7 separate regions of the Mus musculus genome follow, and regions 1, 2, 3, 4, 5 and 7 are each linked to region 6. Evidence: chromatin contacts called from public HiCAR-type and promoter capture Hi-C data. All regions are on one chromosome and are shown on one strand. Each heading gives the region's core, a stretch centred on a gene start, on an enhancer-like site or on the middle of the called end of the contact. The rest is flanking DNA. Distances are from core to core; before and after follow the strand shown.

Region 1 (3,878 bases), core at 1,028-3,527, 2.0 Mb before region 6:
ATTTAAAATTGGCCACTGTCTTGAAATGTTCAAATGCTATACATTCAATGCCAGTTGCTTTATGATACATTTGTTTTCAAATTGCAAGTTTTGTTATTTTAGTAGTCATAGTCAATGGTGAACCTGCTAGATTCATGCTCAAAAGAAATCAAGGCTATTTTTTTCACATCATACTTAATTCTATTTTAAAATTGCTATTAAAAGCAATCTTAGACCAAATTCCATATATTCCTTTCCATTTTAAAAATAGTGCTATGCTTTAAAAAAAGGTCAGTTAATAAAGAATCCTACAAAACAAGCCAAGTTCACATTTAAAGAACACTTGCAATGGTTCTGATAGAAGATGGACTTGACTCTGTGTATATATATTAATATTGTTATCAGTCTCTAAGAGTTCAATTAGCATTGAAATATCCCAAATTCCCATACAAGAAAATACAGGACTAGTGTTCCATCTAGACTCTTTTTAATAATTACACAAAATAGCAAGAGCTTTTTTACATTTAAAAAAATTTCACTTTACCTTGTAAATTTCTACGTTAAAATAAAATACTTTGTGCAAAAGAAGCATTTCCTTTACAGTCAATACAAAGAATAAATTCCCTAGAAGGGAAATTAAGTGCGAGAATAAAGGAGGCAAAACCATCCAGAAAAAGCAGCTAATCCAATTGAATGAAAAAGACATGTTAGGTTTTTGTGCTGCATATTAATGCAATGTCTTGTTTGGTCAAAATTCACAATACACTTCTTGCTCCTCCTATGACTACAAAAGGAGTCAACACATTTTTTACATTACAAGTTTCCAATTCATGCCACTATCATGCAATGACTTAATCTTGACCCATATTTCCCTTACTGTATATGGAAAAATGCACAAATAACTTGTTTATCTGCTTACAATTGAGAAGAGGGAAGCATGGTGTGTGTGTGTGTGTGTGTGTGTGTGTGTGTGTGTGTGTGTGTGTGTCTAAGGAGACCAGGGGTGGGTGCAACCTTCCCCCGTCCAGAGGTGGCACAGCCATGCACCCGGCTCTGGAAACCCACCTTCAATGAATGCATTAGCCTCCCCTTCGGATGCCGCCGCCGCCCCCCATCCCCTTTGCAGCAGCAATGTGCCTAGGCTGTTCTACCCCAGCGATGGAGGATCCTCTTACCAGATGGAGTTCTTGATCTTGTGTTGCAGAGCGTTGGCCTCTGTCCCTGGCAGCCCGGGCACAAGGGCTGGCAGAGCCACCCCGGGGTTGGGGGCGCTGAGGGGAAGCTGCTGAGGGGCATCGAGCTGCTGTGGTGGCGGCTGTTGTTGTTCCTCTGCCATCGCTGCTGGAGGGGAGGGAGGGAAGATGGGGGCGCGGGGAAGGGTGAGGGAAGAGACGCGGAGGGGAGGACGACGAGGGGAGGAGGAGGGGGAGGGGAGGAAGAGGAGGAGGAGGGGGAGGAAGAGGAGGAAGGAAGGAAGCTGGATAAGCTAGGCCTATACCCCAGGGCTCGAGTGAGTCGCTTTCTCCGGCCGCCTGAGGGACATCCCCGGGGAGACCGCGCGGCTCCTCGCGGCTCTCGTCACGGTTCCTCTCCCGGTTCTCCTCGCGGTTCTCGTCACGGTTCCTCTCCCGGTTCTCCTTACGGCCCCGCGCGTCACCGCGGCAGAGGCATGGCGGCGCCCCTCAGCCCCCCGTCAGCGGCCGGGGCTGGGGGGCGTCTGAAGAACGAGGTCCGTGGTCGGGCGCCCCCTCGGCCCCAAAATCCAACCCGACGGGTCTCTCGGGGGGCCTGCCTCCCCGGCCGCCCTCCCCCGGGGGCCTGGCGCCTCCGAGCTCCCCCACGCCGCTCGCTCCCTCGCTCGCTCCCGGCCCCGCCGCCGCCGCGGCCACTGCTGCCCTGCCAGCCCGGAGCAGCCCAGCGCGCGCAGCCGCACTGCGGCCCGGCGCAGACGGCACAACACCTACCGCGCGGCCGGGGGGCGTGGACGCGCGTGTGCGGGCGCGGCGCGGGGGCCGCAGGGGGGCGCGGAGCGCGCGGGGCGGAGCGGAGCGGCTACGGGCCGCGGGCCCAGGAAGCCGCGGCGGGGGCCCCGAGGGAGCGGTCGGGTGGCTGCGGCGGCCGAGGGGGTTGGGGGGGCGTGTTGGGGGCGGGGAGCGGGCTCGCGTGACGGCGGCAGGGAGTGGACCTGTGCCACCGTGCGGCGTGGAAGGGAGAATTGATCGCTTCCTAGTGTGTAAGGTGAAACGAATCTACACGCCCTCCCGCCCCCACTACACGCTCGCGAGCGTTTCCCCTCTACTAGTCAGGACTGCTTCCTCTCTCAGCCACCGGACTGAGCTGGAGCAGGTGAGAGCTTTTCGACGAGCTAGCGCAGCGAGCCTACTCGGTCTGGTCGGAAAATGGCAAGTGGCAAGCTGGTGGAAGTGCTCCTCGGTCGGGCATTCAAAGCCCTCCAAATCTGGCCCCACTTTAGCCGTCCAATCACAGCCGCCTCCATCCCCCCTGCAAGAACTCCCAGCTCCAATCAGTGAAGTCTCCATGCCATCCTCAGCGCGCAGCAGATTCATTCTTCCTTGGTGCCTTTGCCCATGCTGTTCCCCACCCCACCCCCTATGCCAGGAGTGCCCTCCCTGCTCTACACTCCCAATTCAGCCCAGGCTCGGAGACACACAGCTCAAGTCGCGGCTTGTCAGGGTCCCTGGCAGCCAAGGCCCCTCCTGTTTCTCAAAAGGAACACATGTAATACAACATGGAGGCGCGAGCTTCAGCCAAGAGCTCTTCCTTCGCAGCCATCTAAACTCACCCCAGCCAGAGACTGCCCACCATTTCGCCCCCTTCCCATTCATAGACAGCTTTGCTGGCTGAGAGTGAGACTCCCTGCCTCCAACAAATCATTCCTCTTAGAAGAGCAGAAGAATTAGCTTTTCTAGGTGGGGCTGGTCAGGAAGGCTAAGCGCCTGGGTGTAGAAGACAGCAGCCAAAGCCTCTGGCACCAGATGGAACAGCTGCACAGCTCGCACTGACCTTTCTCAGTGCCTGTGGCTGTAATGAGCCTCCCAGCCCGTAACTTCTCTGACAGTGTTTCTATCAGACTTGGCCCTGTCAGATTTTCTGGCCACTTTCCTGGATGGACTTTGAGCTAGGAGGCCCTGCCACCTTTCAGACTTCTAGTGGGTGGTGAATCTGATTGGCTTGGATTGCGTGGTCTTTTGAGTGCTCTGTTCCCTGCCTTGGCCTGAAACTCTCTTGCTTTGTCCATGTGGCCTCAGGCCTGGTTCATACAGACTGGAAGCCCATACTCTGAATGTTTGCACCTGGATGGGTGGAGGCAAGGACACCCTTGCAAAATACAGTTTCCTCCTGAGGATCCAGACTGTGTTCCAGAATGCATATTTATAATTCTGTATTCACGGGGAAGATGATATAAAAAGACAATGGGAAAAGTGGCCCAGACCCCTTTTTCTAATTTTTTTTTTTTAAACCCGAAGAGTGATGGCCTCACATTGCCACATTCGGGGAGGGGGGGGAGGGGGAGAATCAACAAAGAAAGGTAACTAGGACCTGCTAAAGACCTTAAGAAAAGGAAGTTGAGAACCGAGATGTCTTTAAAATAACTTCACTACCGGTGTCACACAGGCTGGCTTCCCGAGTGCAACTTTTCAGTTTTTAATAGGTTCCATAAAGAGCCACGCATCCCACAGTCACCGCTAGAGGGCTCAGCAGAGTTACAGCCCCGATTTGCCCTCTAGCGGCGATTCTGAACAGAGTGCGTTTACGGCGACTTAGGGCCTTGGGGACTGGCAGCATGGCAGTTGGAGCAGACATCTGGAAGCATTAGGTTCAACCAGCCATGAGAGGGTTTTCATATAGCGACAGACTGAAGACATCCTCTTGCCAGA
Region 2 (4,291 bases), core at 1,058-3,557, 1.0 Mb before region 6:
CCCTTCTGTCCACTCGGAGCCTATCAGATATGCAAATCCCCTTTCTCCCTGTGCTGAGCCTATCAATCTTTGATGGTCTCTTGGGTGATTGCCGTGCTATAAATAAACATTACTGATGCCAGGGTGTTTTGACTGTGTCTGCAAAAACAGCCCATTGCCTATCTCCTTGGGGCAAAATAGCAAACCATCATTAACCATTAGTTTCTTTCCACTGAGGTAACCATGCAGACATCTATCTCTAACTCCTAGTGGCTTCTAACATCTACCTTTAGAAGATTGGTTTATTTTTTATTTTTTTATGTGTATGGATGTATTATCTGCATGTAGGTATGTGTACCACAGCAGACCTGGTGCCCACGGAGGCCAAAAGAGTGTGTCAGATCACCTGAAACTGAAGTTGCCAACCGACTATTGTTAGCCACCAGGTGGGTGCTGGGGACCAAGTCCTACAAGTACTCTTAACCACTGAGCTAGCCCTCCAGCCCCGACCACCGCCCTTTGATCAGTACTTATTGGAGGGTAGACTTAGAGTTTAGGCTTACAGATGTCAGGACTAGAAGCAGAGGCTGTGTGGAGGAGGACAGAGGGAAATCTCTCATGGATTCCTTGTTTTGAAGAAGCTATAGATGGGAATAGAGTGGAATCGATATGTATGGCTATTGACCCATTAACTCTGGCGTTAGTTTTGTCCTTTGCAAATCAAAGATGTTAACAGAATCTACCTGGTGGGGTTGTGTAGCCTGAGGAGGAAGTGCATACAGATCTAAGAGGACAGAGGCAGAGGGCTGGAAGATGGCTCAACATTAAGAAACCTTACTACTCTTGCTGAGAACTAGAGTTCAGCTCCCAGCACCCAAGGTGGGTGGTTAACAACTGAGCTAACTTCAGCTTCAAGGGATTGGACGCCTTTGGCCTCTGAGGATACCTGTACTCACCTGGGCAAACTCAAAATTAAAAATAAAAAGTAAATCTTAAAACACACACACACAGTGGTGATGAGGTTGGTAGAAAGCATCAGGAAGAGCTGGCAGAGAAGAGGCCCTGCGGCTTTCATGCAGACTTGCAGAAAACATGACTGTTGTCACCAAAGGGGCAAGTTTTGTGGGATCACGAGGAATTCTGATTGGTAACATTCTTTGACGTCTTTCCTGGTGGTGCAACCTTGGGATCACTCGTGTGCATGGGTACACACACATACACACACACACACACACACACACACACACAGAGAGAGAGAGAGAGAGAGAGAGAGAGAGGAGAGTGCACAGAAGTTAGGGAAACAAAGCTTCTAGGTTCAGGGGTGCCGTCGGGGTTCAGGTTAGGAGGTTGGTGAGAAGGCTGGGTTTTGCCTCGGCTTTGAAGGGTGAATGGAGATACTGTGTCCTCCCTCTCTTTCCCCCGAAGCACTTTGTCCTGATGTTAAAGGCCTAAGCACTCACACACCAGGTTCTTAGTGACTAGGCCCCAGCTCTCCTTAGCTTCTCTCCACCATCAGCTCCTGGCACTGTGACAGGATGCCTAAGAAGGAAGGGTCCCAGATCTGCCCTTGCCTTGCTTATCTCTGCTAGGGGGCAGCAGAGTGTTCCAGAAAGGCCCTAGGGGCTGACAGGGTAGGTCACCTCTTAGCTTGGCCACTTAACACCTGGTGGGGCTCCTCCTGCCTTACTCAACCCTTGATGAATCAGTGTCCTCACCTGCAAAATGGGGTGCAGGATAATGACACCTACCCCCAAAGCGTGGTTGTGAAGATTGATTGACGCAAAGGGTGGTCAGTCCTGCCAGGTGGACACACAGCAATCACTGAATGAATGTGGACAGCCTTGCAATTCTGGTCTTCAGCTTAGTCACTTCCTCTGGGAGCCTCTTTCTGGCTCCTGAGGACCTTTGGACAGTTGCACACTCCCAGCACACATACCTGTTTTCTACCACAGAAATGACAACTGTCTTCTCTCAGGGTCACCATTAGGGTGCAAATCTGTGAGGACAGGAGTCGGTCGTTCACTAGGAGGCACAAATAATAGGCACTCAGTAGTTACCGTGAAAAAAAGTGACAAAGACCAAGGGTCCCAGTAGTCCTTGGGGTTTGATGGAAAGCTCTGGGGTCGTGAGGCCAAAAGGACAGGGGATACAGAGACCAGACCCACAGTGTGTGCAGGAAGACTGGACAGGGAGATACAGAGAGGAGACGCTCAACTTTGGGGAGAGAATGCTGCTTGACTAGTCTGGCAGAATCCTAGCCCCGCCCCTCTCAGGCCCCTCCCAGGCCCCGCCTCCTGGGCTCCAGCCCTGCGGAAGCCGTAGCTTCTAGTGTCTGAGCCTCCCCCGCGTAGGGTGCGCCCCGCACGCTTATCCTGCCCCGGAGCAGCGCGGGCACCCAGCCCTTGCTCCACAGCCGCTGCGAGATGCTGCGCTCCACGTCCACTGTCACCCTGTTCTCAGGTGGCGGCGCCAAGTCGCCTGGAACGCCCAGTAGAAGGGTAAGTAGCTAGCTGGAGAAGGAGCTGCTGGGGATCTCTCGCACCCATCCCTGTCGCCCCATCTGTAGGGATGTGGGGAGAAGGATGCTTCTGGCTGTCGATACCTCAGTCTTGGCTCAAGTTTCCTGGCCAGTCCGGGACTCCACAGTGACCCTCCCTCTGGATGCTCCCGAGGCGGGAAGAGAGGGCTTAGGGGACTTTCTGGGATACCTAGAACTTACTTCTCCTTCGCGTCTCCACTGTCAAGCCAAGCTTAAATGTGGCATCAGTTTAAAAAAGGCAGGGGAGAGGTTTCTGAGGTCTCTGCCCTGAATATACTTGAAACGTGAACTTTTCTGCATCTCTTGGTTGGGAGCATCATCCATATGTCCATCCACCAGTGACAGACAGCCTCTGATCCAGGAGCCAGCTTTGCCAAGGTGGTTGCCTGTTTGCAGACCAGAGCTGAGCAGCTGACCACCTCGGAGTCTAGCTGTGCAGGACTCTAGTTTACGCAGGAACTTCTTTTTTTAAGCCCTGACCATCACCTCCAGGGAGATTTCCCTAAAGAAATGTGTTTAGCCACAGTCTTTGCTGAATCAGTTCTTACCTCCCAGATGCTCCTGAAAGAATGGCCAGGCTTGTCAGGTTGACATTCTATGCCCCTTCGAAGATCAGGGCCTCAGAGAAGTCTGCTAGGAGCTTGGCTTGTAGCTTTCTGAGTCTTCTGGTATCACGTTATTAAATACCTACCTCTTCACTAATCACGTATCTCCACCGTTCATTCTAACAGGTTAAATCCCACTCCAAAAGCCCCTTCCCAAGTCCGGTTAGTTTGATTTGACCTTTAGTGTTTATCTTTTCTCCATTTATAGACGAAAGGCATGTGTTGCTTTTGGGTGAGGGCCAAGTGGTGGTGGTGGTGGTGGTGGTGTGTGTGTGTGTGTATTTATGTTTGTGTGTATATGTTAGACACCTAAGGCTCATAGAACTCTGGTTGCTTGGTCATTAACTTAATAAAGTGGCTTCCCATTTGGTTAGTGAGTTTCCAACCATGGGCTTACCCTATTGCAAGATGGGCATTTGACTCTTTCCCATGGAAGGCTTTGTTTAATCAGAACAAAATTTAGGTTGACAAAGAATAAAATCATTACAAAGTTAGCCCTGAGCTGTGTGCAGCAGCCCCTACCCACAGGGAGACTCTGATTTAGGTTGATGCTGGGATCCTGTGAGTGAATTAGGTATAGCCAGTAGACTCAGTAGCATCTTTGAGATTTTTCTCTTGAATGATGTCTGGACATACTGGAATGCTTTGTCTTTTGGCTAAGACTGCATCGAAACTTTGGTCTGAAGAACTCAGGCTTCCGAATTCAGACTATGTAGGACTGATTGGAACATTCTAGAACTTCTGTGGACAAAATCTTTTTAAAGGCTCCTGTGTGTGTGTGTGTGTGTGTGTGTGTGTGTGTGTGTGTGTTGATTGACTAACTGACTCACTGAATATTTATAGATCTATTTCTGTGTGCCCCAGGGCTGGGCACTCAGTTCCATTCTGCTCTTGGAGGCAGATATTATCACAAATGAGTTTGTAGAGCGAGCAGAGTATTTCCAGGGTTCAGTGACCCTAAAAGAAAGGTTCTTTCTGAGGTGTGTAGGGCAAGCCTCTCCCTGCAGGTGAACTGCTACTTAGTCTCCCAGCAGGGTCAGGAGTTACAAAGGCAATCGACAAGGTAAAAAGAGAACTATCATTTATCTCAGTGGATACTTGACATAGGCTGTATGACGATGTGTGTCAGACTTGCTTTGGGACAAAACACTAAGAGTTTTTAAGATAA
Region 3 (4,152 bases), core at 1,450-3,949, 1.9 Mb before region 6:
CAAGGGTGGGGGGGGGGAAGAGAGGGGGGAGGAGGAATTACTTTCTTAACTTGTCCTCAAGACAGTAAATAACAGAGGCTAGGGCTGTAGCTTAGTGGTAGAGTGCTTGCCTTTGCGTGCATGACGTCCTAGGTTCAATCCCCAGTACTGTCAGGGAAAAAACTGCAATTATACATGAATTCTTGAGTTCTGATCTCATAAAGATATTTCATGATCTGTTTTAAAAAATACTTATTTTAATGTGTATTGGTGTTATTCCTGCATTTGTGTATATGCACCATGTGTGTGCCTAGTGCCCACAGAGACCAGAAGAGGGTGTGGTAACCCCTGGAAAGAGAGTTACAGACAGCCCCGTGGGTGCTGAGAACTGTACCTGGGTCCTCTGCAAAAGTAACAAGTGCTATTAACTGATGAGCCATTGCTCCCGCCCCATAAAGATATTTAAAAAAAAAAAAAGACATATTTTTAAAGAGAAAATAAAAAATCAAAGAGGACAAAACTTTAAAATAATCCCAACATATGCAGAAACAAGTTCATTAAAAAAGTCACTATTTCCTCCCCAGTATAAGATGAACTGCAATCTAATCAAGTCTTCCTGGCTAACTGCCTTTTGAGACTATGGGAAAGATAAAGGCACACACCAAAGAAACCAGACAGATATAAAACCACACGCATCTAGAAGATAACAGGCCTGATATCTTCATTAGGTTAAACACAGGAAGTTAATAAAGGATGCATCGATGAAGTTCATATTAACAAAACATTGGCCATAAAAACTATATACGCTGTATGAACCTTGCCTGGTCCTGATTAAAAGAAGCCAACGCTAAGGACAGATTTCAGCATAGTACAGAATTTTGCTTAGAGGCATCTATCATGAGAAGATGACATCAGAACAACACTCGAAAGAAAACATCCCCACTTCATCAGATAGACCAATGGTTGCTAGGCAGAGTTAGGGTATATGGGAGTTTCCTTAAAGACATAATAAGAATAAAAAGATGGGAGGCCAGGGTTTTCCTGTTCAGAATTAAAGGGTCAGGTCTATGCTACTGGAACTTAGGACAGAAGGAAGCCGACACACTTTTAAGCCTTTCTTTTGCTATTTCCAGATCCACCCTCAAAATCCTGGACATAACCGCACGCTAGTGCTCAAAACACAACAAAACAGGGGACGTTCTTTTCACACTTAGGAGAAAATTCACTTGTCTCACTTCCTGTCTGTTTCCTCTTCTACTGCAATCTCCTAAAAAATATTTAGAAATACTCATGATAGATTTAGCCAGCAGAGCAGGATGTAAACACACGCATTCAATAACTGAATTCTTCAAAAATTAAAAATATGAGTAAGTGTACATCTCACACATATGTCCATCTCCTACCACTTTAATAGTGTCTATGTTTAACGTCATGAATTTTTAGAAAGGAAGGAATTTCTTAAATTTCTTATTAGAAATGTAGAGAAGGCAACACGGTTGCACTCACATAAACAAAACTGTGATGTTAACAATTACGGATTTCATGCTTATGTTTAAAAACAAAAATGGATATTCTTGCCAAATGCTATTCTAAAGTCTTTCGATTTGCTCGTTGTTAAAAGCATGCAAACTGACCAACTGACACCACGTTCTTCAGCTAAAATAACCAGGACTCCAAAGGATTCAGTCAGTTCCCAGCTCTCTGTATTTCCTCAACTCCAGGCAGGGCTGACAGCCATCTTTCACCTTTTCCAAGGAAAGAAAACTAACAAGGACATTGCAACTTACTTTTTGGATGGCTTCTTCCATGTCGAGCTCAAACTGCTCATTCTGCAGCACTCTGAGGAACCTCTGGCGTTCCACCTTCTCGTCGTTTTCATTTTGCACCACTTGGTTCTTGGCTTGCCTCTCTAACTTATTCATGACTTGTATGTTCAATGATTTGCGGAATTTTTCATCTACTAACTTCTGATGCTTTTCACTAAAGCTCAAAGCTCTCTTTTTGGTCGCCTACAAGTGCGAGGGGGAAAGGGAAATACACAGAATTCAATATTCTTCTTTCAAAAAGATACTGCTGAAAATCCCTATAATAAACACTATAAAATAGGTAACAGTATAAAAGGTCTTTGGCTTTAATTCAGGATATACTAATTAATATTTAAATATGATAATGTAAACTTAACGGCGTACTGATTGAGTACTACTAATAGTCCCTGTTTTGTAGTGGAAGCAGGAAAAGTTAAATTAAAATTCAACAGCGTCAGTGAGTGCGATGCGGATGCTCTCCAGCTGCAGCTTTACCACCAGAGAGTTGCCTTTCCCCCCACCCACAACAGAGCAGATTTAAAGATGTATCTATTTCGATGAGAGGGGGAAAGGTGCAGAAATGCCTGGAGTGTTCCTGGAAAAAAAAAAAAAAAAAAACCCAGAACCTTCTAGTAAGCAAATCGAAGTTTCTCACTGACCTCTCGGATTACGCACTTCAAATTGTATTTCAGAGAGCTCAAGACTACAAATAAACAGTTTGAAAGTCCCTGACCGACCCTTCCCCCGGCCTCCGAGCTGCTTACCATCTCGGTTGGCTTTAAACCTCCTCCTCCGGCAGGATGGGTCTCTGCCTCAGTTGCAAACGCGTCTTCCGGAGCAGCAGCCACGGCAGCGGATACCTGTGCACGCTGGGTTAAGTTTAAGCTGTGTCCCGGCAACCGCCAAAAATGCACCGCCCGCCCAAGAGGGACGCGGCCTCCCATTGGCTGGCACAATATCCAATCAGCACGGAGAGTCTTCGTTGCCAGGCAGGAGCGCTCCTTCCATAGGACCAAGCCAAAAGCGCGAAGTTCGGACGCTTTGCCCTAGCGGGAGCCGTTTACATCCGAAGGGAGCTAATCTCTGCGGTCTGGAGCCCAGCTAAAGCCCCAAGGAACCCCAATAAGCTCGGACTTGTCACTGCAGTGGACTGAGGGATGGTGCCCCTCTACCATCCTCAGTCGGTAGCAAGTTGCCTAACGTGGGTGCTGGGCCCTCCAAAAGAGCAGCAGGGCCCCCTACCGAGCCATTGCTCCATCCCTGATACACTCATTTTAGAGATGAAATATTTTGAGAACTTAGAGACACGGACGAGACCTATTTACTTACCTGGAACAGAAGCCACTGGATCGCTAGCGGAGTGTGAGACTGGAGAGCACGTGAAAACGGAACGGAACAGGTGTGGATGCATACTTGCAATCCCAGTGCTCTCTAAGGCCAGGACCACGTGCCGAGGGATGGCACCACCCACTGTGGTCTAGACCCCCCCCCCCATATTCATTAGTAACAATAATGATAATAGTCACCGCACGCCTTTAATCCCAGCACTTGGCAGGCAGATTTCTGAGATCGAGGCCAGCCTGGTCTACAGAGCCAGGACAGCCAGGTCTATACAGAGAAACTCTGTCTCAAAAAAAACAAAAAACCAAAAATAAATCATATATGAAACTGACTGTGGGGCAAAGCATATAATGCAAAGCATTCTTGGACTTAGGATGCAGCTAACAATCCCTTGGAACTCTACTAAGAATGTGGTTTGTGTAACTTTAAATTTTAGCTAATACATTAAAACCAAAAATTGTGTCTTGTGGAATATCATGGAACATCCTGGTGCATTGTATAATATTTAAATCAGTAAACATCAAAATATTTCTTTAGGGTTAAACAATCTTTTCCTCTGTGTGGTTTTTTTTTGTAATGTACAGCATATTACCATCCTACACCCCCACCTGGCTGTGCACCCCTGTACTTCTGACTATATTTTGCTAACTGCAGTCTAGCCCTTCGCCATTTCCCCCTGCCCTAGCCCCTGTCATCACCAATCTGCTTACAGTTTCTGTGAAATCAACATTGTTAAAGACTCTACGTGTTTTCACAATCATACTTTATCTTTTTTTCTTAAGAACTTTTTGAGATTTAACTTTACGTAAATAAAGTGTCTATGCGCCATTATGTGCCTGATGCCCACAAAGACCAGAAGATGTTATCAGCTCCCCTAGAACTGGAGTTAGAAATTCCTGGAGGTAGGTTACTGGAGCTGTCATGTGGGTGCTGGTTCCCAAACTCCGGGTAATCTGCAGGAATAGGCGGCGCTCCAAACCGTTGAGCCATCTCCCCAGCCCCACTCTGGCAGAGCAATATCTGTAGC
Region 4 (4,088 bases), core at 19-2,518, 1.7 Mb before region 6:
AACCACTCAAACTCAAGGATGGCTTTAGTGCAGATGGTGGACCATCAAAAAGCACAAGGTCCTCCAACCCGGTCCCTTCACCCTATCAGTTACATCCAAACAACTTGAGTTGGTACAGTCATCTCTCAAAACAAGATAGCACACAGATGCCAAGGGAAGGGTTTTGTACCTTCAAACTCTTACTTCCATCGTGTGAATTTATGGTTAAGGGCACTAAAAGACGTCCAAGTATTTAGATGATTCAGTCCAAACTTGAAAATAAAGCCAAATGTTTAAGTATGGCGGACTATTTAAAAAAAAAATTTTTTTTCTTCGTGAAGCCAAAAGTCTCCATGCTCGCAGCAGGTTAACGTCCATTTTTTTCCTAGCATATTTCTTTCCTAACGGGTTACAAATGCAGGTTGGTCGTGAAAACACCATCTTCTTGCGCAGGCTAAAACCTCAGCGCGACCACTCGTTTGTGGTTTATTAAGTGAAACCTGCAACGCACAGCTGGAAAATCTGTCAGGCTCGGTTCTCCTCAAAGCCCTCCTCTGGTAGACAATAGCGGGGCTATGGCAGAGTGGGGACATTCCTTTGACAAGAAAGGTGGCTAGATAGGAGCGGTCGTCTAGCACAAGGTAAGGCCTCTGTGGCTGTTATGGCGAACGCCAGTGGGGTTCTGCTCTTGCGTGAAGAGTCGAGTGGGTTGGGTTGTGAGCTCGGGTCTCCGCCACACACACACACACACACACACACACACACACACACACCCGCGGACAAGGTACAAAGGACCGAGGGGAGTCGTCCCCCGAGAGCACAGCCGGGCTGAGAAAGCGATGGGAGGATCTGCGCGGTGGCGAGGCGACGAGGCGAGGCGACGGCTGGGCGGCCCTGTACTGTGGGCCGCCGCGCCGCCGGCCGCCTCGCCTCGTCGCGCCGGGAACCCTCCCGCGCCAGGCCCGGCAAGATGGCGGGCCCGGCCCCATGCGCAGCCGGCCCCTGCCCTGCCCGGCCCGGGCGCTCTCGCCGACGCGCCGCGGCCCGAGACCCCCACCCTGCGCCCCCGGAGTGCGGCGGCGCGGCCGCGCGGGAGGGCCTTCGCGGGCGGGCGGGCGGGCGGCCGCGCGGGGCGGGGGACGCTTACCGTGAGCGGAGCGGCTCGGCCTGACTGGAGCCCTGAGGAGGAGGAGAAAGAGGAGGAGGCGAGGGAGGAGCGCGGGCTGTGTACGCCGAGGCCGCTCCGGCTCCCATCGCGGAGCGGGGCTGCTGGGCGCCGTGAGGGGGGAGGGGGCTGTCGCGAGCCAGGGCGCAGTGCCTCATGGGTAGGCTCCGGGTTGGCCTCGCGCGTCCGCGCTCCCAGTCTTCCCGCCAACGCGGGAGGCGAGCGCGGCCATATGCGCCGTGCTGCGGACCTCGAAGGCCCGGGCCGGCCGGGCCCTAGCAGCCGGCGAGGACACGCGGGGACCGGGCTGAGCTAGGCCGTGGCGCTCATGGCCGCCTCAGGCCTAGAATTTGTAGGCACTCAGCAGTGAGTTCCATCCTTCTCCGTGTGCGAGGGTTAAAGGGCATGGGGAAGGGTGTGAGAGGAAAAGGAGATGAGTTTCCAGGATAGTACCACGTTGTTTTTGGAAAGTACGTTTTTGTTTGGGTATCTTTTTCACTCCTATTGTATGAATAGTAATCCGTAATTGGAGGTGGAAAAAAATGGCCGATGTATTTATAAGAATACTTCATCGTAAGTCGGATCTGTAAGGAAACAGACACCATGTTATGTCCGAAATGTAGATGGACATTTGTGTGTTTGAACGATGTCAGATTTTGTTAAAAAAAAAAAAAAGAAAGGAAGGAAGGAAGAAAGAAAGAGGCAATAAAACGAGGGCTGGAGAGATGTAAAATGAGTAAGAGCCCATGTTGCTTTTCTAGAGTGCCCTAATTTGGTTCGCAGCACCCCATGGTGGCACACAACTACAGTTCAGGGGATCTGATGCCCTCTTCTGGCCTCGGTAGGCACCAGACACTAAAGTGGCACACAGGCATATATACAGACAAAAAAACACAGATACACATAAACTCAAATACTATGAGCTACCTTCTATCAAATAGCCTCAGTGTCTATAGATACCAGGCTCTCGGCGATCAAAGCTTCTTTTATTCCAGTCTTAATTACTAGCTCAATACATTTCATACTTAGAGAATGGGTACAAAAGGTTTAAAGAGACCAGCAGATTTCAGAGGACAAAAGCAGAAAGCTGATACATATATAAAGTGAGTTGCAGATACTAAGGGAAGGGATCTGGGAACCCAATAGGAGGCCAGTGGAGCTAGGGCTGCAGAACAGGACCACAGGGGGCTAGAAGCCAGAGAGGAGCAAGATCCATTAGAAAGACAGAAGGAGGACACTGCAGGTGGGCTAAGCCCAGTATTGTGAATTTAGGATTTGTCTGCCTATCACTTCCTTGAAAGAGACACCAGGTGGTCAGGTGAGAGGTTAGCAATTCAGTCACCATCTCAGTGTTAGGTACCTATATTATTAGTTTTCTAACTGAACTTAGAGAATGAATCCATGTGCATAGAAAGGGGGGTTATTAGAATGACTTATAAGCAACAATGGCTGGCTATGGACAAAAAGTCCAAGAATTCAGTAATTGCTCAATTCAGGTTGGATGTTTCAGTGGGTCTTCAAGATACCCTGGAATTCTAAAGGAGTAGGTAAAGAGGGAGGTGTTGTATCCCTACTTGGTTCTTGATTGTGTCAATAAAAAGGGGGGAAGCCAATTGCTGGACGAAAGAAAAATGGTGGGACTTGCAGGTCCCAGAAGAGAAGGGACACAGGGAGAGAGGAATTTGGACCAGGATTTGGATGGAAAGGGAAGCTGAAGTCATGTAGATCTTGGGACACTTAGAATTATTGTAGCCTCTGCTGCCAGCAAGGACTGAGAAGGTTGTGGGGAGCTGGCTGATAGAATTGGGGCAGGAAATTCTTTACCCAGCTGTTGAGTTATCTGGCTAGCTTTAAAATAATAAAACTGTCTAATGTTTTCTATCCATGTAGCTAAGGTGGACAGGAGAAGAAAGAGGGCAGCCAGGGCAGTTGCTGGTGGAAGTTAGCCTGAGAGGGTTGGGGGAGCAATTGCAGCTCCTGGGAAAAATGACCAGCTGGTCATTGGCAGAGCTGAATGAGACTGGTGGTGGCAGATCACAGAGCTAAACCCAGAGAGGCTGGAGTGCAGGCTGTGACACCAGGCAAGGTTGGTAACAGGTTTTTAAAATTACACGCAACAAGTAGGCTATAAGGCTGAAAAAGTATAACCTAAAAACAAAATTCTAGGCCTTTAGGCCCAGGCTTAAGAATGTGACCTTTGTGACTCAATGCTCCAAGGCATGCTAATCATAAAACAGATAGCAACATTCCTCCACCCACCCACTTCCTGGGTTCAGGAAGCGTTCATTCAAAGAAAGTTGCCTTGACTCTTGCTGGAACCCGCTGTGCAAAGGTGCTATTGTTAGAGGCTCCTAGAAAACTGTCTTGACTTTCCACCACCTCATGACTCTTAACTGGTATTTTTGGTATTTTCCAACAACGCCCTCCCCACCTCCTTGAGTTGTGGTTTCTTCCTTTAAATACCCCCTTACCCAACTACTCGGGGTGCCAGGGGTCCTCTACCCCTGTGTGGTATATGACTGTGGGCCCAAAAGCGCTCTTGAATAAAAGTCCTCTTGCAGTTTGCAGCGAGACCGTTTCTCGTGAGTGATTTGGGGTGTCGCCTCTCCTGAGTCAGAATGTGGGGGAGTCCTCATGTTGTGGGTCTTTCAAGGCAAGTAAAGGAATGGAATCTCTAAGAAAGCGAGGACACATATAAACCCTTCTGCCTCAGTGGGGTAGCAGTGGTGCACACCTTTAATCCCAGCACTCACTCAGGAGGCAGAGGCAGAGGCAGGTGGATCTCCAAGTCTGAGGCGAACCTAGTGTACATTGTGAGTTCCAGGACAGCCAGGACTTCACAGAGAAACCCTGTCTCGAAAAAACCAAAGGTAAAAATAAATAATAAAATAAATGAAAAACATCAGTCTTCGTCACCACAGTGTCTCTGTGTACAGATAAAATA
Region 5 (4,324 bases), core at 413-2,912, 1.9 Mb before region 6:
TCCCACATGGGGGTAAGCGAATGTGGGGCTGAGACGGTCTGGACAACAATGAAAGGTTTCTACATGAATCATAAACAATTAACTCCCAACTAAGCATGCAACGCATCAGTGTGTCTGTATAAGTACTTGTCTTTGTTGCTTCATGTGACTTCATTATAGCCTCCGATCTGAACATACCATGCCAGTCTGTATGTACCAGGTGAACTGTGACACCACACAGCACCCATGGTCACTGCCTGAATCACCCCAGCTCAGGCCAGAGCTACTGTATGTTGGATTTTGTATTTTTTCTGTACATACAAGGTCTTCAATTCTCATAGAGACATATAGAAGACATATATAGAGACATATACAGATTATATAAAACAAAGACATTTAATATTTTTGTCCAATCATTCTTTTTTTAAGATTTATTTATTTTATGTATGTGAGTGCACTGTAGCTGTACAGATGGTTGTGAGCCTTCATGTGGTTGTTGGGAATTGAATTTAGGACCTCTGCTCAGTCTGGTTGGCTCCGCTCGCTCCAGTCCAAAGATTTATTTGTTATTATACATAAGTACACTGTAGCTGTCTTCAGACACACCAGAAGAGGGCGTCAGATCTCTTTACAGGTGGTTGTGAGCCACCATGTGGTTGGTGGGATTTGAACTCAGGACCTTTGGAAGAGCAGTCAGTGCTCTAACCGGCTGAGCCATCTCGCCAGCTCTCTCGTTTCATCATTCTTTACTATGTGAGCATCAAATTAGCATATTGTTGGATTGAATTGTGTTGGAATGCTTGATCTTGAATCCAGTTGTTATTGACTACCGGCTTGAATTTCATAAAAGAAACCAATAAAGAAATTTTAGCTTCAACAACTTCTGAAATGACTCTAATGACACTCCTAACATTTTGTGCTATATATGTTTATGAAAAGTGGTATTCTCAGCTCTTGACAATGATAAAATCAAAGTATCCATGTCACAGAGCAACCAAACCCTTCATGACTGAGTTCAGATGCCACTGTTGCCATAAAAATCAACCAAGTCCCTCAACTGACCTGCGACTTCCCCCACCTGAACTCTCTCTGGCCGCTCCCTTGAGGGTTCTTCCTTTGGGGACCTCAACATGTCCTCTTTGTCAATGCTCAAAGAAAGGCCTGATACCTCACCTCTCAGAAGTCTTCGTCTCCCAGCAGCACCCAGAAGAGAAACTTCACTCAGTACACTCCCCTAGTCCCCTAATAGAAGGAACTGCATAACCATTTCCACAAACTCTTGGTTCTAGCCCCTAACTTAACAATTCAATTTTAAGATGGAAAAGAATAAAGTGCTAAATAATACATCCTAAGAAAAGCCAAGAAACAGGATCAAAGTAAGAGGTACAAGGGAAAAGCCACTGCCCAGAGATGGAGTAGAGAGCTGAGCTTTTGAGCGTGGGAGGCTCTGCAGAGGCTGCAACCCCACCCCAACCCCACAGCGGCTGGGGCAGCTTTTTCTCTGCTGAGCTGTCAATCCACTTCACTAATGCTCTTACCACTGAGAAACTGAACGGTGGCCGGAAGCCCAGAGTAGCCCTTTGGGTGGGGTAGTAAATCCTCCAATAGGACTTCTAGTAGTTACTGGAAGGGTCCAGACTTCAAGACCTTTCTTGCTTTCTCATGTTGAAATCTTGAGGATGCTGGGATAGTCTGACGTGTGGTCAGAGCTATGAGGAAGTAACTAACACAGACAGTATCTTTGTCTGCAGTTCCTAGCGGGGTAGCACATCATTCAGGAGACAGCTTCTAGATGATACTGAATCCCAAGAGAGGGGCCTGGCAGATGAATGACATCAGCTAAGGCAACCTGAAGGGCCTCGTGCCACACAACGATAACAGTAAGTACCCTCTATCTCACTTCAGACAGTCTGAAAGGCAGGCTTTTGGAAAAGCATCATCCCCATTGAGAGGATGGCCCTGCCTGACAAATTCTGCTGTGAGGGTGTGGGAGGGGCGCCTTTATGTCTTCTATTTCCCTTAAGAAGTTCAGTCACGTTCAGTCACATGCCTGGCTCGCAGTCTGTTTATCAGGATCAAGCACGCTCTCTGGAGAGCGCAGACAGCAGGATGGGCCGAGCTCGGATGACAGTCTGCCCTGTGGAGATTGACTTTAATGAAGCAAGAATAAACAGGAAGATTAAGTACAAGCAGAAACCAGTGACAAGTTCTGAGCTCACCTCTCTGCTGGAATTGAAGGGCTCTCTGCCGCTGAGCGAGTCTCTGTTAGAGAGAAAGAGGCATCATCTGTTTGGTCGCTAATGATCCTGTTATCCACATCGGGCCCCAGTGTGCGCAAAGAAAAGTTTTCTCTCGATTTAGAGAGCAACTTCTGTATGTTTTATTTATATCTACTCACAAAACAAATTGTTTTCTAAGATTGGAAAAGTTAAGATTGATAAGGGTTGAGAAAATATTTAATAAACTGAAAAATGACATCCTTTTAGGGATTAAGGATTGCTAGTATTACTCTGCTATCTGCACCGAGCATTCACACCTACTCGGGTGTTTGTGGCATAAACGTGGCTAGTTCTGCGGGGAGATCTTACAGAAGGATGACTGTCCTGGAATAAACAGACCAACCAGCTAGTCTTCTTTATAAAGCCACTTCTTAGGGCTTTCTAAACGGATCCTAATACCCGACTGTTTTGGTTCCTCATTTCGTGTATGATTTTTGAAAAGTAACTTTTTAAAAACCTGTTTTGCAAAACAGCCAGTAAGCAAGTCCAGGATTCCCATCGGCCCTCTGGAGATGCCATTTCATTCATATCCTGAGTACCGAGTATTTTCTTTCTTTTTTTCCCCCCCACTATTGTGTTTCTTTTGGAAAAAAAATAGATCTTATTAAAACTGGAATGAAGTCTGAATTAGCTGTAGCACATTCTGCAGTACTTAATTCAACTGGGAGTTGCTTCGTGACTGAGTGTATGTAAATGTGTGTGCCTGAGACCACTGAGGACGCCACAATGTAGCTGACAGTCTTTAACACCTGTACCAGTAGGTGGCGCTCCGATCCAGCCCGATGCTCTACCCTCCCGGTTCTAAGGTTCAGGGAAAGGAAACTAAGCAGGACACTGCTATCTGTCCGAGTGTACCCAAGTGATCAAAGTATACCAGGGATCAAACATTTGCTTTTAAAAGCTAACGTGCACAGCACTACAGTGTCCACATTTAGCAAAGCTACCCGAATGCCCGAGAGAGATCAGGTGGTCCGGACAAAGGAAGCCTTTCTGGAAAGGGCTGCTTAACCTGCCTTCTCTGGATAGAACAGACGAGACATGAGGCTCCGAGGCAGACATTCTGGGCAGAAGTGGCTTCCAGAAAGGCTTTGTGAAAGCCAGAGAAGTATGTGTGAGGAAGATGAAGCATTCTGGGTCTGCTCTGAGCAAGCCCATGAGAGAGAGCTGCTCACAGGGCAGCCAGGCTTCCTCTCGTGAGATGGAAGGCAGAAGGGGACAAGAAACAGAATCAGACCAAGTTTTGTCTTGCATTTAATTTTTGTTTTTGAGTAGCAGGAAATAAAATAGGAATTAGACAAAAGTACTTACAGTTTTACTTTATATTATATAACTCTAGACTATATTTATTTAATTATATTATATTTAATTATATTAAATATATTTAAAAATGTAAAGTCTAATCAATGGCTAGACATATGTGGGTTTTTTTTTTTGTTGTTGTTACCATAACAAATGATTTCCTAACTTTCTGGCTGCCTCCCACAATCTTCATGTATGTTTTTGTGATGTGAGACTATACACGCTTTCATGTTTATATGTGTTCATGTCTGTGTTAAATATAATTTAAAAAGTAAAAATAAAACAGGAGCAGTCGGTCCAGGAAAGCAGCAGACACATAGTCCCCTTCGAAGATGCATCATTAAGAGAAAGGACCTAGAAGACAAGCTCAGACTGGGAGGTTGGGGGGAGAGCATTGGACAGAAACAATACAATATAGAGGGGCCCAAGCGTGATGGAGAGAGGCTTCCCTTTAAAGCCTGGAAAGGACAGGGCGGGTGGGATGGTGCAGCCGTTAAGACGTCCCAAGGCTCTACCCAGAGTGCTCAAACGGTGGCTCACCATCCTTAACTCTATCTCCAGGATATCCAGCACTGTCTTCTAACCTCAGTGGGTACCAGGCATGCATGTAGCACACAGACATACATGCAGGGGAAATATCACACATAAAATAATTATTTTCAAAGGAGCTTCATTAAGAGTGTGTGTGTGTGTGCAAGAGAGGAATGGCAGGAGGGAGGGCGGGGTGGGAGAGGGTAGAGAATCTTCACTGGAATGAACCAAGTCTA
Region 6 (4,008 bases), core at 421-2,920:
ATTGTGGGGCAAGGTAGACATGGATCAAACTGTATTTCTTTCTTCAGATATTCCTACTATGAAGGATCGGTATGCAACTTAACTTTGTACCTTTCCCCAGAATCAATAAAGAACTTTCTTATTTTCTGGTCATCTTCAGCCGAATCTGAAAGGCTGCAAGTTACTCAGAGCCTGCTAACAGTAACTTTCTTCCTTGACCCAAGAAGGCAGAGTGCCAGAGGGAAATAGCAAAGAATAGCACTATATAAACAGGGCGAGTGGTACAAGAGCAGAGCCAAGTTATAGAACCAAAATATATTTTAAAATATGTTCAGAACTCGTAACAACCTTTGCCTTTGGTTGGTTTCTTGTTTGGAGTATCAGTTGAAACAGTTAATTCAATATTATCTGGATCGCCTCCTTCCTCTTCAATAGCCTACATTAGAAAGAGAAGTTAATATGCTACACAAACTATCTAAACTTATTTTATAAAAACTTAATGAAAATATATTACCAAACCTCCAGCCTCAAAACATTAGAATTGCCAGTTATTTTACAAACCGACTTCACAAACGAGTAATTATGCTACACAGAAAGGGGTGGAGGGTGTCATTGAGTATCGAAATGTCCTGGAACTTGAAATTCCACCCAGTCGATGGTTCCATGTCACATATACTGAACAAGAACCTAAATATGTTCTATTACAGAAAGTTTGTAGCTACTTAAATAAGGAAGAGTTTTCCTAACGTATTGCGTACACTTGTTCCCGTCTCCGATTCCAAGGCTTCACGCGAATAAACCTGAAAGCTTAACAGGACTGAGAACGTGGATGATTACGCTGATGCAATCAGAAATTAAGAATTAAAAATAAATCAGTTAAAAGCCTAGTGGGGAAAAAAAAAGATGAATCTTCCCTTCTCATCCACTCATCAACTCCCACTACGGATTTCTCTGAACAGGGGTGAAGAAACGGTTGGACACAATTAAACGGTAACTTCGGCCAAGTCAGCAAACTAACCATCGCCTCGGAGCCCGAGAGATGCACGCGCTGCGCACCGCCCGTAGGCCGGGGTACCCAGCGCCGCCCAGGGTCTGCAGCTCCACCCTCCGCAGGCCGCAGAGCCGATGGAGAGGGCGTCCCAGGGGAGGCAGGGGGCGCGACCGGCGGCGGCTCGCGAGGCCGCTGGAAGGCCAGGCTCCTCGCGGAGGCGCGGGCCCCGCGCGCCGGGCACGCACAGGCACCACCCGGTCCGCCCCGACCGCGGAAGCGTAGCACCTAAACGGCGCGGCCTACGCTGCCCTGCGCGCAGCGTCCGGGCCTCACCTGCTTCAGCCGGGAGACCAGTACCGTCTTGACCCCGTTGATGTCCAAGTTGCGGCGCTTCAGCTCGGACCTGAGGTCGATAACCCGCAGCTCCGTGATCTTCTTCCCTTCCGCCGGCCCAGAGGCGGCCGAGGCTACCACGGCCCCGGCAGCGGCAGCCATTTTGGGAAAGCAACGCGCTGCCGAGGCAGCTAGTGGGCTGCAGGGCGGCGGCGGCGGCGGAGGAGGAGGCAGCGGCGGTGGAGGCGGTGGCCGCGGCAGCACCAACTTCCAACCCGGGCCCCGGGCGGCCAGCGGCGCCGCGCTACGCTGCGCACAATGAGCCACTGACCACGCCCCCCCACGGGGACCACGCCCCCGACTCTGCTCCAGCGCAACCTGCAGCGGCACCCGGATGACGGGTGCGCGTGCGCACTGAGCAGGCATGGAGGGGGCGGAGCTCGCAGCGGACCGGTGGCTCGGCCTCTGGCGTGGTCCCGGGAAAGTCTCCGCGTGTCCAACCGCTCAGCTGTCCTCGGTACCACGGTTCCCGCCTCTCCATTAGCCTCCTTCTCCTCTCATCTCTTACCTAGAGCCATCGCCACTTGAGAGGCACCCCATAGTAGGGAGAGTAGGTGCGTCTCTTCACCGAAATGAGGGGGCGTGTGCGCCAGCCTTCCCGGAAGAAGTACGGAATCATCGTGGAAAGGTGGTCGGGGTATACTAGTGAACTTAGGTCGGCGGGTTCCGCCCCGGAACGCCCAGCGAAACCTGAGGCCGAGAGCCCAGGGGACAGTGTCACGCTGTGACCCCCTGAAGCTTAGCCCCTCTTTGCCTGAAAACTACCAGGCAAACGTCCTCTCCTCGTTTGCCTCAGCTTGCCCATCCCCTCCGACGGGCCTGATGGCTCAATGAAATTGTTCACAAAAGGAGAATAACTTAAAAGTATATGTTGCCCTGATCCTATACAGTATCCTCTGCCCTGCGCCGCCAGCATTTGGTATGTCAAGGACAGGGGCCACTTTATGGAGAAATAGCCCGCATAGTATCTCTTAGTAATTTTAATATTATTAATCATCACAGCGTAAATATCTATAGAATTAACACAAAGTTGGACAAAGTTAGGAAACACAGGGAACTGAATTAACATTTACTGGTGGGTGATGTTTTGTAAAGGCAAGGGTATGTTTTGTAGAGCGAGGTATAGAGCGGTGGGAGGGACTGCCTCATCCGGCTGATGCTGAGGCATCCCCACCCCAGGTACCATCCATAAGACTGGTCTAGTATAGAATAGAGTTTATTTGGGGGTATGGCAAGGGGAGCTGAGAAGGGAGTAGAGGCAGAGAAAGGGAGAAGACAGAAGAGAAGAGCCCGGCCAAGAACACGTGGAGGGGGGAGGGGAGAGGAAGAAAGGAGTCAAAGGGGGGGGGGGGACATTCCCATCCAGGCCTACCTGGCTGTTGCTAGGTAAGTGTTGGGCGGAGCCTAGAAGGAATGCTAAGGTGCTAACAAAGGTGGGGTTGAGGTTGTTTTGTTTTACATCTTTCTCCAGTTTCCTGGTTATAAAACTTAAATTGGACTGGGCAGTGGTGGGACATGCCTATCAGCACTAAGGGGAGAGAGGCTTGTGGATCTCTGAGATACACTACACTCCAGCCTGGTATCTGCAGAGTGACCCAGGACAGCCAGGGCTACACAGAGAAATCCTACCTTTATAAATAAATAAATAAATAAATAAATAAATGTGAGGTGTGCCTTACTTTGGGTTGCTACACACAGAGGAATCCTACCTTTATAAATAAATAAATAAATAAATAAATAAATAGTAAGGGTGAGGTGTGCCTTACTTTGGGTTGCTCTTTCTGAATCATTGGTTCAAATGGAGGAAAACTGGACGTTATAAAATCATACCTGGCAGTCAGTCAGTTCAGCATTTCTTTATGACTTTTAAGGAATTCTGGGATATAACAACCCCTTTAATTCTTCCCAGCTGCTAAAAGAGATTAAGTGACTTATAAAATATGGCTTACACATATGGCTTGTGTGTGCCAGTGCTGTGCTAATAATCTTAGATCTTCTGATTCCAAGTTCCACTCTCTTATACCACAAATTAGTTTGTCACACTCACCAAATTTTAGAATTCAAAAGATTCTTGATCTTCCATACCAATTTCATCCCTCCATATCCCTTCACAATAAATGAAGATGTTAAGATTTGCCTAAGGGCCAACAGCTATTGGCCATGGTTGCAGTAAAACCTTAGGTGTTATTCTATCATTGTTCTTATCTTGTCTTCTGGAGCAGCATCTGTGGATTCTCTTAGCCAGGGATCATATTACTAACTCCCAAGGTAATGATATAGCCAAAGGGAAGGAATTTTTATTCGGCTGTTTCCTTTTAAGAACAAAAGGGGGCCTCTAATAGTGAGTAAAATGAAGATCTATGTATTCTTATCTGATACCCTTGAGAAAGAAGCACTTTCCCAAATGCTGAGACTGCTTCCCTCAAATCAGGTAAAGAGTAAACAGATAGTCTTCAGTTCTCAGTGAGATACCTGCTCTGACCTCTTTGATAGCACAGCATGATGAAAGTAAAAGCAGAGAGACAAAAAGGACCAGAGAAGGGACACGCATGATGTATATTTATTATTTGGGTCCTGGCTCAGAGAAGAGGAGGACAGTAGTACAGAGACGACTGGAAGCAACTCATGAGCTTGTGTACTCCGTC
Region 7 (3,853 bases), core at 1,066-3,565, 1.1 Mb after region 6:
CAAGTCTCCCTACAAGCCAAGAGTTAGAGCAAAAATTCCCATAAATGCTCACACATATTAATCTGGGCCCAAAGGTTCAGGGAGAAACCACAGTCCTCAAAAATCAATAGCAATTTAGAAGAGTTCCTGCCTTGCCAGGAAAACTACTTAAAGCAGAGACTAGCCAGGAAGCTAATGACCAAGACTGCCTGCCTAATGCCAATCAATAGGGTACTTTAATAGCTCAAAGACACAGGATGTGAAACATTGAGGCACCAGTCCAAGGCCTCTGTCAAAGCCTCAAGTGCTGCCTGGCTAGTTAGTCAAACTTCCTGAACCTCTAACACACCGAACAGGAAACCCTCAACCGAGAGATGCACCTAGTGGGTTGCCCTGCTGCAGCAGACCTGATGGGTGCTTCTGGAGAAACCCTTGGACTTCAGATCAGCTGTGTGCTTCGGAGAGCGGAAGAGGACAGGGATCTCTCTGCCCTGGTCTCCTCTGCTGGCTCCAAGTTCCCTGACTCAGATCCAGAGTGCTTCATACTCTGAAAGGAGCAGGAAGTGGGTGGGACTGCAAGTCTCCAAAGCCAACCTAACAGGTCAAGGGACACAGGCTGCAAGACAGTGGGAGGAATGCAGGAAACAGAAACGGGAGAAGGGTTTCCAATTGATAGGATTTATGATTTGATCAAGACTATCTTTAGAACTAAGGGAGAAAAAAATTGAGCCCCACATCAGTGATTTATTCTTCCTACCCACAGATCACCCCTCACCCTCCCCAGTTTGCATTCTGCTCCCCTGCCTTTAGCCAGAACTCGGATACACTGCAAATTAATCTTTTTCTGGTGCTAGCTTGGGATTCCAAACACATTCTATAGCTTTGTTGGGGTTGGGCAGGGAAGTGGCTTCCCGAGTCCAAGTTGCAGACCCACCTAATTATACTCCTGAGTGTTTCAGGCTGAGGATCTTGAATTCCAAGAGTTTATGGTTGCTTTTAAGGGCTGGAGTTGAATATGGCATAATAGTTCACACATGAATAGCTTTTTCAAGTTCTGGGAATGAAGTTCAACCTACTACGGTACTCTACCAATTACCAATAAGCTTGATCGTGATCATAAGCTCATGGTTTTTTTCTTTTCTCTCTCTCTCTCTCTCTCTCTCTCTCTCTCTCTCTCTCTCTCTTTTTTTTTTTTTTTTTTTTTTTTTGGTAGTTGGGTTTTTCCCCCTACAGGAATCTCACTTACTATGTAGCTCAGGTCGGATTCAAAAGGGATCTTGCTGCTCCAGTCTTCTGAGTGTTGAGATTACGGCTCTGTCTCAAGTAACAGTTATTTTGTTGCCTTTGCTTTGCTTTTACATTTGCATGACACTGTTTCAGTACGCTTTATTTAGCTATTTTTGAATGAACTTGTTTTCGGAAACCTTCAATAACTCAGTGTGAGTGGCGCTATCAACAGCAGAGTTCGGAAACCACTTTCATAGATAAAGAAACTTCTCCAACCACAGCCCTCCGCGCCAGCTTTGGAACCTGAGGCCCAGGAACCACGCCCTTTTCTATAGACCCTATCAACTGATTCATGGTGGCATCAGCACAGTCAAGGCAACGTTCCCTACAACCACCCGGGGACACTTCCTTCTGCACACATTCTAAGCGAGCCACAAACTCCCCAGAAGAAATGAAGTCTGAGGTCGCTGACCTAGCAGACAATCTAGCGTTCATGACGAAGACTGAGTTGAGATTGTAAAGAAGGGCACCCAGTAGTCAAGACTTGAGGTTCTGGTGCCCCCTGGACCTCCCCCAGGTACCCTGCTCCGACTCCACAAAGGCACGTCCCTCAGTTGCAAGGAAATTCACCTGAAATTGCAGAAGTTACGGTCCAGAGTGAGAGAACGCAGTGCGGAAAGCGAAGTGGGACTTCTCACTGCTGGGCCGGAGGCTCCCCCAGCGGCCACACCCAGTCCCCCTCCTGACATCTAGCACGTCTGGAATGCCGCCCCCTCGGCTCCCCGCCCCACAAAGGGTCTCCCCGTTCCGAGGAAACCTCAAGGGGAAGCACGCCCCGACCCCTGCGCCCCGACCCCTCAGGAGAGTGGCATGCAAAGAGCACGGTCACTTGCGGGACACTTTGCAACTCTGTTGCAGGGCCTCGCAGATCACCGGGTGGAGTGGGTCCCTCTCCGTGCCTCCCGGGGTCCCCATCGCCGGAGCCTGCCCGCTCCCCGTTCAGCACCGCAACCCCGAGGCCATAGCGGGCGACCGGGCCGCGCCCCACTTACCTGGGCCGGGCACGTATCGCTGAGAGCCTCCCTTGAAGCGGAGCAGCCCGGCTGGGCTGGGTGGGGCTTTTATACCCGCCCCATCCTCCCAGCGCGAGGCCGCCCCACATCCCCTCCCTCCCCGGCCTGTTCCCACCCTGCTGGGTGACTCATCCAACTTGGAACGTAGCCCAAGCCCAGTCCTGCCCTACGTGACAGCTCCACCGCCTCCCCAGGCCCTACAAGTATCCACCCATTTCCCCCGCCCAAATCCCCTTACTCCTAGAGTACAGGGCCCTGCTCAGGCTGGCTCTGGGTTATTAAGATTTCAGCTGCTTGGCTTGCCCAACTCACTTCTTTTGCTTTTAAAAGGCTTCTAGGCAGCGAGGTAATGGAGGGTAGAATTGTTTCAAGGCGCATATATTTGGATTCCTCTGAACTGGGCCGTTGGCACCCAGCTCTCCATCACTGTCTGCAAACATATTAGCTTAACCTCTGGTCACCAGCTGGAGCAGTGTGAGGAGGGTGTTCGCTTGGCCCTGCTTTACACAGTCTACTCCGCCTTGTAAATCAAAGCGGAGAGGCCTCTAACCAGCTAGGGAGACTAAGAGGTAAGGCTAGAAGGTACCTCCTTCCCCCAGTACTCCAATACACCCCAGGTCCTACGGTCTTTTCCTAATTGTAGGTTATTGAAGGTTTTTCCCCCTTCTCATTCCTTGACAAACTGTTTCTCTGGGTCATATTGTTTCTTTTCTAGCTTGCTTTTCCAGGAAACAACGCAGTAGTGAACTGTGTTTGTGGGTGACTGTTCACACCGCATTAAACTTCAAGCTAGCAAGAGAGCTGGAAATACCTTAAACACTAGTTTTGGTTCTTTTGTTTTGTTTTGTTTTGTTTTGTTTTTGTTTTTCAAGGCAGGGTTTCTCTGTATAGATCTGGTTGTCTGGAGACTAGGCTCGTCTGGAATCAGAGATCTGCCTGCCTCTGCCTCCCCAGTGCTGGAATTAAAAGTGTACACCACCACCGCTGCCCAGTCACACTAGGTCTTTCAACTCCGTCCTTGCAGAGTCTACCTCTCTGCTTTCTCTAGGTTCTAACGATTCTCTTCCATCTAGTTGTGTGTGCTTGTGGTTCACTCGTATCACACGTGGTCACGTGTATCACACATGACCTGCAAGGCGCTGTCAGCCTCTAGGATGCTGTCCCTTCAGAGCACCCACCTTGGCCCAGCTTGTTATTTGAGACAAGGTATCTCTTTGGCCTGGAGCTCACAAATTAGGCAAGATTGGTTGGCCAAAAAGCCTTCTACCTGAACTTGGAACAGAACTCAGGTTCTTAAGCTACAAGATCTTAGGCCACTATCTTCCCAGCCCTGGTCCCTTCTGATATCAACATCTGTTTATACTTTCCACTACGGTCTCAATTCACTCCTAGGAACCAAAGGATGACAGTTAGGGGAAGAGATAGGCACAGTGCCCACTGTCACATAGACAGGTAGCTGTGAAGTTGGCCCCAGCAGAGTGACAAACAGAAAACAAGATATCCCTTTTGATACAATGTCTGATTTACATTCATAGTGCTTCAGTGTGGGCAGCTTTAAAGACAGAAACCTTGTT

What was found. Promoter capture Hi-C pulls out the DNA fragments that hold promoters and counts their contacts. HiCAR-type assays count read pairs that join an accessible place to other places.
Region 1: a contact with region 6 is called in a promoter capture Hi-C map of liver, with 3 times the contacts expected there. The contact joins the promoter of 4930509E16Rik here to the promoter of Sltm in region 6. A contact is called at or near these places in 4 of 39 promoter capture datasets (hippocampal neurons, liver and pre-B cells), 1 of 484 Hi-C or Micro-C datasets (embryonic stem cells) and 1 of 9 other capture datasets (liver).
Region 2: a promoter capture Hi-C map of pre-B cells shows a contact between it and region 6. The contact joins the promoter of Myzap here to the promoter of Sltm in region 6. A contact is called at or near these places in 3 of 39 promoter capture datasets (hippocampal neurons, pre-B cells and stem cell-derived epiblast-like cells).
Region 3: a contact with region 6 is called in a promoter capture Hi-C map of erythroid cells, with 13 times the contacts expected there. The contact joins the promoter of Mns1 here to the promoter of Sltm in region 6. A contact is called at or near these places in 3 of 39 promoter capture datasets (erythroid cells, hippocampal neurons and liver).
Region 4: a contact with region 6 is called in a HiCAR-type map of astrocytes, with 5 times the contacts expected there. The contact joins the promoter of Zfp280d here to the promoter of Sltm in region 6. A contact is called at or near these places in 4 of 39 promoter capture datasets (hippocampal neurons, liver, pre-B cells and 1 more), 1 of 115 datasets of contacts at active chromatin or transcription factors (astrocytes) and 2 of 9 other capture datasets (adipose tissue and liver).
Region 5: a promoter capture Hi-C map of erythroid cells shows a contact between it and region 6, with 22 times the contacts expected there. The contact joins the promoter of BC065403 here to the promoter of Sltm in region 6. A contact is called at or near these places in 3 of 39 promoter capture datasets (erythroid cells, liver and pre-B cells) and 1 of 115 datasets of contacts at active chromatin or transcription factors (astrocytes).
Region 7: a contact with region 6 is called in a promoter capture Hi-C map of hippocampal neurons, with 2.7 times the contacts expected there. The contact joins the promoter of Anxa2 here to the promoter of Sltm in region 6. A contact is called at or near these places in 1 of 39 promoter capture datasets (hippocampal neurons) and 1 of 115 datasets of contacts at active chromatin or transcription factors (extraembryonic endoderm stem cells).

Annotation. Positions count from the first base shown.
Region 1 is chr9:72,530,257-72,534,134 of GRCm38.p6, reverse strand. It overlaps 4930509E16Rik (RIKEN cDNA 4930509E16 gene), which reads left to right and starts at 2,277. Exons shown (of 3, transcript NR_045735.1): 1 at 2,277-2,325. Rfx7 (regulatory factor X, 7) reads right to left here and starts at 1,895. Exons shown (of 9, transcript NM_001033536.1): 1 at 1,155-1,895. The coding sequence starts at 1,315.
Region 2 is chr9:71,590,376-71,594,666 of GRCm38.p6, reverse strand. Myzap (myocardial zonula adherens protein) reads left to right here and starts at 2,307. Exons shown (of 13, transcript NM_001033208.4): 1 at 2,307-2,477. The coding sequence starts at 2,403.
Region 3 is chr9:72,437,076-72,441,227 of GRCm38.p6, reverse strand. Mns1 (meiosis-specific nuclear structural protein 1) reads right to left here and starts at 2,699. Exons shown (of 10, transcript NM_008613.3): 1 at 2,549-2,699; 2 at 1,767-1,988. The coding sequence starts at 2,551.
Region 4 is chr9:72,272,068-72,276,155 of GRCm38.p6, reverse strand. Zfp280d (zinc finger protein 280D) reads right to left here and starts at 1,268. Exons shown (of 22, transcript NM_146224.5): 1 at 1,127-1,268.
Region 5 is chr9:72,407,205-72,411,528 of GRCm38.p6, reverse strand. BC065403 (cDNA sequence BC065403) reads left to right here and starts at 1,662. Exons shown (of 2, transcript NR_152222.1): 1 at 1,662-1,859; 2 at 2,041-2,885. Gm27230 (a long non-coding RNA gene) reads right to left here. Exons shown (of 8, transcript XR_003948355.1): 6 at 2,199-2,241; 7 at 1,518-2,116; 8 at 634-812.
Region 6 is chr9:70,540,377-70,544,384 of GRCm38.p6, reverse strand. It overlaps Sltm (SAFB-like, transcription modulator), which reads right to left and starts at 1,670. Exons shown (of 21, transcript NM_025690.4): 1 at 1,304-1,670; 2 at 328-415. The coding sequence starts at 1,465.
Region 7 is chr9:69,452,145-69,455,997 of GRCm38.p6, reverse strand. It overlaps Anxa2 (annexin A2), which reads right to left and starts at 2,315. Exons shown (of 13, transcript NM_007585.3): 1 at 2,259-2,315.